3 separate regions of the Hordeum vulgare genome follow, and all the other regions are linked to region 3. A link is a contact called in public Hi-C data. All regions are on one chromosome and are shown on one strand. Each heading gives the region's core, a stretch centred on a gene start, on an enhancer-like site or on the middle of the called end of the contact. The rest is flanking DNA. Distances are from core to core; before and after follow the strand shown.

Region 1 (2,700 bases), core at 118-2,617, 180 kb before region 3:
ATTTCACCGGCTGGCTAGCTTTGGTTTCACTTTTTGCTGTAAAGATGTTATGGGCTTTTGTATGGATGCATGCATGGCTTGGTACACACTTTTTCTTTACTTGTGAGAGATGAGATGAGATGAGATGAGGAAAAGGGAGGAGCGAGCAGGTGGATGAAGTGTGGAAGGAAGCTGGGAAAGAAGAAAGGACAAGGCGCTTTGTCCCGTCGATGATGCGATGCTGGTAACAGAAACCATGATTGACGAATTTGTCAACTAGCATGGCATGGCATGGCATGCACGCACGCGCTCGAGCGGTAGGGCTTTCCCTTCCCTCGTGTCTCCATGCCATGGTGTAGCACAGTACTGCACCCACTGTTGCCTTTTTCTTTTTCTTTCGGAATTAGCATTACTGCGTGTTTGTACTCCATAAGAGTACGTTTTGTCACTGGTCTACCGGCCGGCCGTGATGAATGCTGCTGAGTGCTGAGTACGTACTTGCCTCGTCGCGACGCAATCACGGGCCGGGGTGCTTGTTTATGTTCGTGTGTGTGCGTATATATCCGGCGCCTAATCAACCACCCTGGCGCTTAATTAAGGCCTCGTCTGGTCGGGGTCGGGGTCGGGTCGTGGCTAATTAATCCGGTCGCCGACGTAGCTAGATGTCCACCCAGGAGCCAGCTGTAGGGAGAGCCCTCGCCCGCTCCCGCTGCGCCTGCTGACACGTACGTACGTACGTCTACGCGTCTGTACCTCGCGCCATACACACGCCACCGCCTGCTCCTCCGTTTCCCCTCCCTCTCTCTCTCTCAAAGAACGGACGGTGACAAGACCGCCATGGCTGGTGTGCAGCTATGCTCTTAAAGTCTGCCGGCGCCATACCAAGTTAAGCCAAGCAAGAGGAAGAAGAAGATGTCTCCGTAATCCGTATGACTAGCTGTATCAGCTAGCGATCGTTCGGTAGCTAGCTAACTGGCACGGGGGGAGAAGTAATTAACAGATCGAGGCAAACGTATAGCAAACTAAGAGACTAACTGCATGCCTGCATCAAGCGAAAGGGCTGGTCTTACCTGCAGAGGCAGTTTGATATAGGGAGACCCAGACTCGACTCGACTCCACCGGCGGAGTTGCGCCGCCACGGCAGCGAGCTCCGACGCCTCCTCGCCTCGCCGTGTGTGGTTCCCGGAGTCGGAGAAAGTGCAAAGAGTAGATAGAAGAGAGAAAGGAAAGAGAAAAGGCTTATGGGGGGTTTAAGGATGGAGTTGGGGGAGAGGGGCCGCCCTGGGACAATTGGGGATCAGGGAGCCCCTGAGCATTTATATATACACACAAGACGAGAGACGCGGGCAGGGAGCGGGCGGTGGCTACCGGCAGCGGCAGATAGATGGATGGATAGATTTCTCTTTTTCTAAGACGAGGAAACCGGATGCTTTTATTAGATTAGAAGAGCGGCGCGCTATGTGCCCGAGCGTGACGACGGAAATGGATTCTTGCTCTCACGAAATCCTTCGGCGCACGTCCCGGACTGCACCAAGCAAAGCGAAAAAGGGCCGCAGAAGGGTGACGTGGAGCCGCTGGGAAACGGCGCGCCTGCGTCTGCGTCTGCGTGCGCCTAGCAGATTGTTTTGGCCTCACTTTCCATGACAGCTAATATCCAGAGGAGAGAGAGGAGAGGAGGGGAGGGGAAGGGATGGGGCCAAAGGCGTGACCGGGGGAGAGGGGTGCAGGAGAGGACAGGGCTCGCGGGGTGACGCCATATGCCCAGCCCAGCCCAGCCCACAGAGAGGGACGGGGACAAACGGGTCCGTCCGTGCATGCTCTCTCGCTTTGCGGTGCGGTGCGGTGCCGTGCCGCGCCGCGCAGGCGCAGGGGCAGCGGGGGGCGCCGTGCGGGTGACATTTGTGCGGGGATGCATGCGCCGAAAGGGACGGCGAGGCGATCGCCAGCCAGCCACCAGGGGAGGTGTGTGTTTTCCTGCATGCATCGTCGACCGGCGACTTGTCCACGTCCGGGCTGGGGTTGGGTTACGCCGTATGCGACGCAGTACAGCGATGCGTGCACAGCCTGGTGGTGTTCTTCTGTCGACGAGGGAAATACGTATGGGATAGGGTGTAGAGAGTGTAGACGTGCGGTGGCTAGCAGGCGTTTGCGTGCCGCTCTTGGCGAAGCCTACGCGTATTGCCGAATTTAGCGAATTTGGAATGGTTCCGGAAAGAAAAGAGGATCACGTGTACTATTAGTTTTTCTCTCTTCTATGAATATATTTGCCTTGTTTTTCTGGGTTTCTACGTGTATGAAGAGCAACTTCAACGGGGCGATCCATTTCGTCCCTCATCGTTCGTTTGGGTCCACACAGACAAAAAGTTGGTCAAACGCGTCGACCTAAAAGGACGCGTGTCCGCTTTTTGTCCGCCTATCGACCCATTCTGGTTTAGTTTTGAGCCTGATTTGCGTAGACGCGGACACTTCCCTCCGTGGCCCGCAAGTCGGCGACAAAGTGGTCACCTTTTTCCCTCAATTTCCCCCATACTCTCCCGCTCGCTCCCGGGACGACGACTTCGAGGCCGCCACCGCCATCTCCTCAATGGCCTCATCCGTCGCCGCCGTCGAAGCCAGAGGCAAGGTCCGCGCCCCCAGCAAGGCCGCTCGTCGCCCAAAAAGAAGAAGAAGGAGTTGACGCCCGAGGAGCGGGCCATGGAGTTGCCCAAGAGGAAGGGCGGG
Region 2 (2,700 bases), core at 44-2,543, 230 kb after region 3:
AGGGGCAAGAATCGTCTTGTGCCATATGTAAATTATCTGAAAGGCTTAATGCATACGATTAGTCCGTAAATGCATTTTCATCAATCATCAAAACCACTAAGAAATAAATATGGCCTAACAACCTCTTCAATTAAATCGTTCCCAAACATAGGCCAAAATGTCTTATAAAAAATAACGTGAAGACCATCAGGCCCCGGAGCTTTCAAATTGCCAATGGCGAATAAAGCCTTACACACATCTTCAGCAGTGTAAGGAACAAGGAAGGCATTATTCATTTCAATGGACACTCTTCTCCAAAAGAGGGATAAGATTTCCTCACTCGGTTACGAAACTGACAATGTGATCTTCCAACTCCGTACCTTGCTTCCAAACCCCGGTGTCATCCAGAAGTTTCTTAATATTATTCCTCTTCTTTCTAGCCGTAGTCGCATTATGGAAAAAGAAGTATTACGGTCCATGTAACAGCTAGTTGGCATGAATAGATAGCAAATACTCGATCCAAACATCATGTTGTAGTCAAATTTCACTTTTTTCCTACTTCCCCGTTCCTAAATATAAGTCTCTCTAGCAATTTCATTGCGGACTACAAACGGAACAAAATGAGTGAATCCACATTCTAAATTATGTCTATATGCATCTGTATGTAGTTTATAGTGGAATCTTTAAAAAGACTCATATTTAAAAACCGAGGAGTAGTTATTAATTGGGGTGCTACGTCTCAGCCGGCGAATCTTTTAGAAAGATTCACCGCCTAGTGAGCCGTTGGATCTAACAATTGTACTTCGTAACAGATCTCTTGTGCAGAGACGTTTGCAATGGTGATTATATTGCGGGTTCTTTTACAATATGGGTCGTGTTGCCGGATTTCTTTTTGCAAGATGGATCATATGTTATGGATTTCTTTTACAACATGAATCATGTTGCGGGATTTTTTTATGTAATATGAGTTGTGTTGTCGGATTTGTTTTTGTAACATGGGTCGTGCTACAAGAATTTTTTTTACACGTTGCAGGGTTGGTTGCAAAAACAATGAAGCAGTTGTAGAACGTGGATACGGAGGGGTTGGTTCATGACCATTTAACGGAACCCATCCAACAGGCACGGATACGGTGGACTCTCGCTTAAAGTTGGTCGGTTGAAGAATCATTTCCCTTGTTAATTCGGCGGTTTCGTTTTCTCCCGACCTTTGCACGAGTGCAAACACTATCTCGAACCACAACCACAGCAACACTAGCCCCAATCCCTCCCCTTTGCCTTGCCAGCCACAAATCCGCAAGCCATGGACGCGCCACACCAACCAGACGGGACACGAGAAATGTTCATCCATGGCACAGCCACATAGGCATATACCGTTACATCGCCCAAACCGAGACCACACCAACCAAACGCCACCCGATCCTCTTCAAAGAAAAACGTACTAGCATCGAAGCAGCGATGCTCCTGGCTCGCGCCTCCCCCAGCTTCCTCGCCTCCACCTCCTCCACCCCTACCCCGTCGTCACAGACGCTGCCGCCGTCCGCGTCCTTCGGGAGGAGCCAGCGCACGGGCGGCGTCCTAGCCACGGCATCGCCGAACAGCGCCCCCAGACGGCCCGTGATGGCGGCTGCGGCGGCAGTCCCGGCGGCAAAGCTGGAGGACGCCGAGGCGCTCATCGACTCCGTCGAGACGTTCATATTCGACTGCGATGGTGAGAGACTGATCAATCGCTCAAGGTCTAGTTACCAGTTTGCTGGAGCTTTTCCTGAATGAATTGGCTGCTCTCTTCTTCTTGTCGTTGTGGCGCGTAGGGGTGATCTGGAAGGGCGACAAGCTGATCGACGGCGTGCCGGAGACGCTCGACCTGCTCAGATCAAAGGTCTGCTATGAACTGTAATGGCTCTGGTAGATTCGCAGAATGGATCATCTTCTCACACTTCATATGGGTTCTTGCTGGTTTCATCAAGCTGTTGCTGTGCTGCAGGGCAAGAGGCTGGTGTTCGTGACCAACAATTCCACCAAGTCGAGGAAGCAGTACGGGAAGAAATTCGAGACGCTCGGGCTCAGTGTCAACGAGGTATGCCTGTCATCAACTGCTGTCTCCCTTGACAATTTATGCTCCTGCTAATTGACTTGACGAGGCATGGCCGGTCAATGTGCAGGAAGAGATATTTGCTTCGTCCTTCGCAGCTGCCGCATACCTGGAGTCCATCGATTTCCCCAAAGACAAGAAGGTAGTACATCAGTCAACATCATTAGAAAATCTGGCTGCATTGCATTGTATTGCATTGGCACACATGATTTAGCACCAAAAAATCAAGAGCAGGGTTAAGTATTTCTATGGTCCAGGTTTACGTGATTGGAGAGGAAGGGATCCTCAAGGAGCTCGAGCTGGCTGGCTTTCAGTACCTCGGCGGACCTGTATGTAACAAAGAGTGACTCCTTTCTCTGTGATATTCATGATTATTTAACAGACCAAGATCATGTTTTCGTTTTAGCATGTTATTATAGTAGTAGGTGGTTTAGCCAATGTTGCATGCTAATCAGCATCAGCTGAGTGGACGAGAGTTTGGACAAACTTACACGACTTAGATTGTATCCCCGTGCTCTTGCAGACAGACGGTGACAAGAAGATAGAGCTGAAGCCTGGCTTCTACATGGAGCATGACAAAGATGTAAGTATAATCAAACTTCCTCTTCTGATCTTGAGTTACGAAGTGGCAC
Region 3 (2,700 bases), core at 5-2,504:
GTCTGACCTTCGGATAGGATCTGCTACATCTTAGGCTGCTAGACCACATTTTTTAGTTACCTTTTCTGTTGGTACTTTTCACTTCTTTCGGGTCTGCGTTGGCTGCGTGCATCAAGTTATGCAGAGGCCGGGTTTTTTTTGCGATGCGATTGTATCAACTCGATATCTCAATTCAATGAAATGCCCTTTATCAAAAAAAAAAAAACATGTATGCTGTCAACAGCTTTCCAAACAATGAACTGAGTCCGTGTGAAAGAATTTTCGGCAGAAGAAAAAAGAATTTCTAGGTAGAGCAATATTCCGGATGATCACAGAGGATAGTGATGGAAATCAGGTGAAACTAGGGATGTAAACCAGCCCCGTTTAAGCCCACTTATCAGTCTAACAGTTCAATAAAGTTTTTTTTCCCGGGGAAAATGAATTATCGAGCTAACTAAACAGGACTTGTGAGCACCGTTTGTTGCACCATTTGCATCCCTAGGTGAATCCTATGAGCCCCACCTAAAATATGCTTTATAGGAATTCCAAGCCTGCCACAAAACTACCCCAAAATCTAAGTACAAATGCAACAGCCAACCGTCATGAAACCACACTTGAACACCAATGTAGGCTGAAGTGCAGCATTCTACCCTTGTACGCATTCCCGATACTCTTGAACATGAATCCTGGTAAACTTAAAACGCACCCAACAAGCAGAAAATCATGTCACGGGCAAAGCAAAAAACGTACTACGTACAGGTACAGCTCGTAGGTGGATAGCCAGGGGACAGATCTAGATGGTGTGCCGGGTGCGCAAAGACACCCGAAAATTGTGAAGGTCAGCAGGATTAATCTAATCGCTGGAGTGGAGGGTGAAACCTCATACCTCAAAACCCAATGGCCAAAGACTGCGGACGGGGTGGATAAGGCCGGAACGCGACGTCCCGGCGAGGAAGAACGGTGACGGCGGGTCGTCTGGGGGCGGGGGCGGGGGCGGGGGCGGGGGCGGGATCGAGGCGTCAGCTGTAGCCTGTGGTATATGCTATATGAGAGATTCAGAGCCGCGTCAGTAGGTCGGGCGGACTCGGGAGGGAGAGGAAAGAAAGGTACGGGAGGAGGAGTAGAGCTTGGCTCCGCCGTGCCGCGCCGCGCCGCGACAAGCTCCCCGGTCGGCGGTGAGCGGGGACTGCGGAGGGGAGGCGGGGTGGGGAGAGGAAGGATTGGATTGCGTCGTCGTTTTTTTCGGCTGCATAGCGGAACCTTTTCGTACAACCGTACTGTACAGTGGAGTAGGGAAACCCTATTTAGCGCCACAGGCGCCGGTTACAGGCAAAATTAGCTAACCGGCGCCCGCAGCGCTTCGGAATGGGCCGGCCCATCTAGATATCCGTCATGAACTTTTTTTAACCCGTGAACTTTTTCTGAAATTGATGAATTTTTTTAAATCGGTGAAATTTTTAAAAAATCTATAAACATAATTTCAAATCTCTGAACTTTTTTCAAAATCAGTGAACTGTTTTTAAAAATTAATGAATGTTTTTCGAATTATGTGAACTTTTTGAAAATCCATGAACATATTTCAAAAATAGGTGAACTTGTTTTCATAATTATTTAATTTTTTCGCAAATTTAAACTTTTTGAAATACTGTGAACTTTTTTTGATTTTTTAGTAGCCGACGCATTTTACATGGGCCGGCCCACGAGGAGGAGCGCAACAGGCGCCTGTTCCTCTAACCGGCGCTGAAGGCGTCATATAAGACTTCCTGTCGAGTACTCTACCATGTAGCCCGTTTGGGCTGGTTGGTTACTTCTGGGCCTACTTCACGCCAACAGGCCCAAAAATATCCCACGGTGCTTTTTGAAAGTTTGTTTTAGACTTGGCAAATCCTCCGAATCACTAATTAAAGAGCACTTTTTGTAAATATCAATTCCATCTTTTCAGATCATGACAAATGATGCACTGCATGTGTATCATTTATTGCGACTTGAGAGTTTTTCCTTTTTGTAGATTTATTTATTCAAAAATATATATCTTTTAAACCGTGCGTCTAAATTTTAAACCGTTTTCATGTTAGAATTCTAAACGTAGATCCTATTCTAATATATTTTGATGAAAATTATTTTTCACAGACAAAACCGGACGAAAAAATCAAACCGGAAGCATGTTTTTTTCCTTTTCAAAAAAGGCATGACTCGCGGAAGCAAATTTATGCCTCCACAAGAAGTAAATGCATGTCTCTCGCGGAAGTAAAAAAAGATATTTTTCTCGTTTCCAAATGGAACAACTGTGTCTCTCACCAAAGCAAATCGATGCCTTTCGCAAAGGAAAAAATATATGTTCTTTTTCGTTTTCACAAGGCATAACTGCGCATCTCGCGGAACAAATTCGTGCCTTACATGGAAGGAAAAATGTGTTCTTTTCGATTTCGAGAGGCATGAGTATCCTTCTCACGAAAGCAAATCCATAACTCTCGCGGAAGAAAATATGAAAAGATATTTCCTTTCGCTTCCAAGAGACACAACTGTGCCTGTCATGCAAGCAAATCCGTGTATTTCGTGAAAGAAATTTAAAAGAAAACGTGTATTTCGTGCAAACGTATCATTTTTCTTTCAAAACCGAAGTAAGACCGGGGGAGACCGAAAAGTCAAAAAATCATTAAAAAACCATCTAAAAAGAAGAAAACACTTGAAAAAAATCAGAGGAAGCACTCAAAACACAAT

Evidence for each region. Hi-C and Micro-C count contacts between places; a contact is called where the count stands out from the background.
Region 1: a Hi-C map of seedling shows a contact between it and region 3, with 2.7 times the contacts expected there. The contact joins the promoter of LOC123427093 here to the promoter of LOC123427092 in region 3. A contact is called at or near these places in 4 of 6 Hi-C or Micro-C datasets (leaf and seedling) and 1 of 1 datasets of contacts at active chromatin or transcription factors (embryo).
Region 2: a contact with region 3 is called in a Hi-C map of seedling, with 6 times the contacts expected there. The contact joins the promoter of LOC123427089 here to the promoter of LOC123427092 in region 3. A contact is called at or near these places in 4 of 6 Hi-C or Micro-C datasets (leaf and seedling).

What each region holds. Positions count from the first base shown.
Region 1 is chr2H:539,073,715-539,076,414 of MorexV3_pseudomolecules_assembly, reverse strand. It overlaps LOC123427093 (transcription factor bHLH153-like), which reads right to left and starts at 1,367. Exons shown (of 5, transcript XM_045111049.1): 1 at 1,050-1,367.
Region 2 is chr2H:538,657,976-538,660,675 of MorexV3_pseudomolecules_assembly, reverse strand. It overlaps LOC123427089 (phosphoglycolate phosphatase 1A, chloroplastic-like), which reads left to right and starts at 1,293. Exons shown (of 11, transcript XM_045111043.1): 1 at 1,293-1,687; 2 at 1,788-1,855; 3 at 1,961-2,053; 4 at 2,139-2,210; 5 at 2,326-2,397; 6 at 2,592-2,651. The coding sequence starts at 1,435.
Region 3 is chr2H:538,888,691-538,891,390 of MorexV3_pseudomolecules_assembly, reverse strand. It overlaps LOC123427092, which reads right to left and starts at 1,254. Exons shown (of 4, transcript XM_045111046.1): 1 at 866-1,254.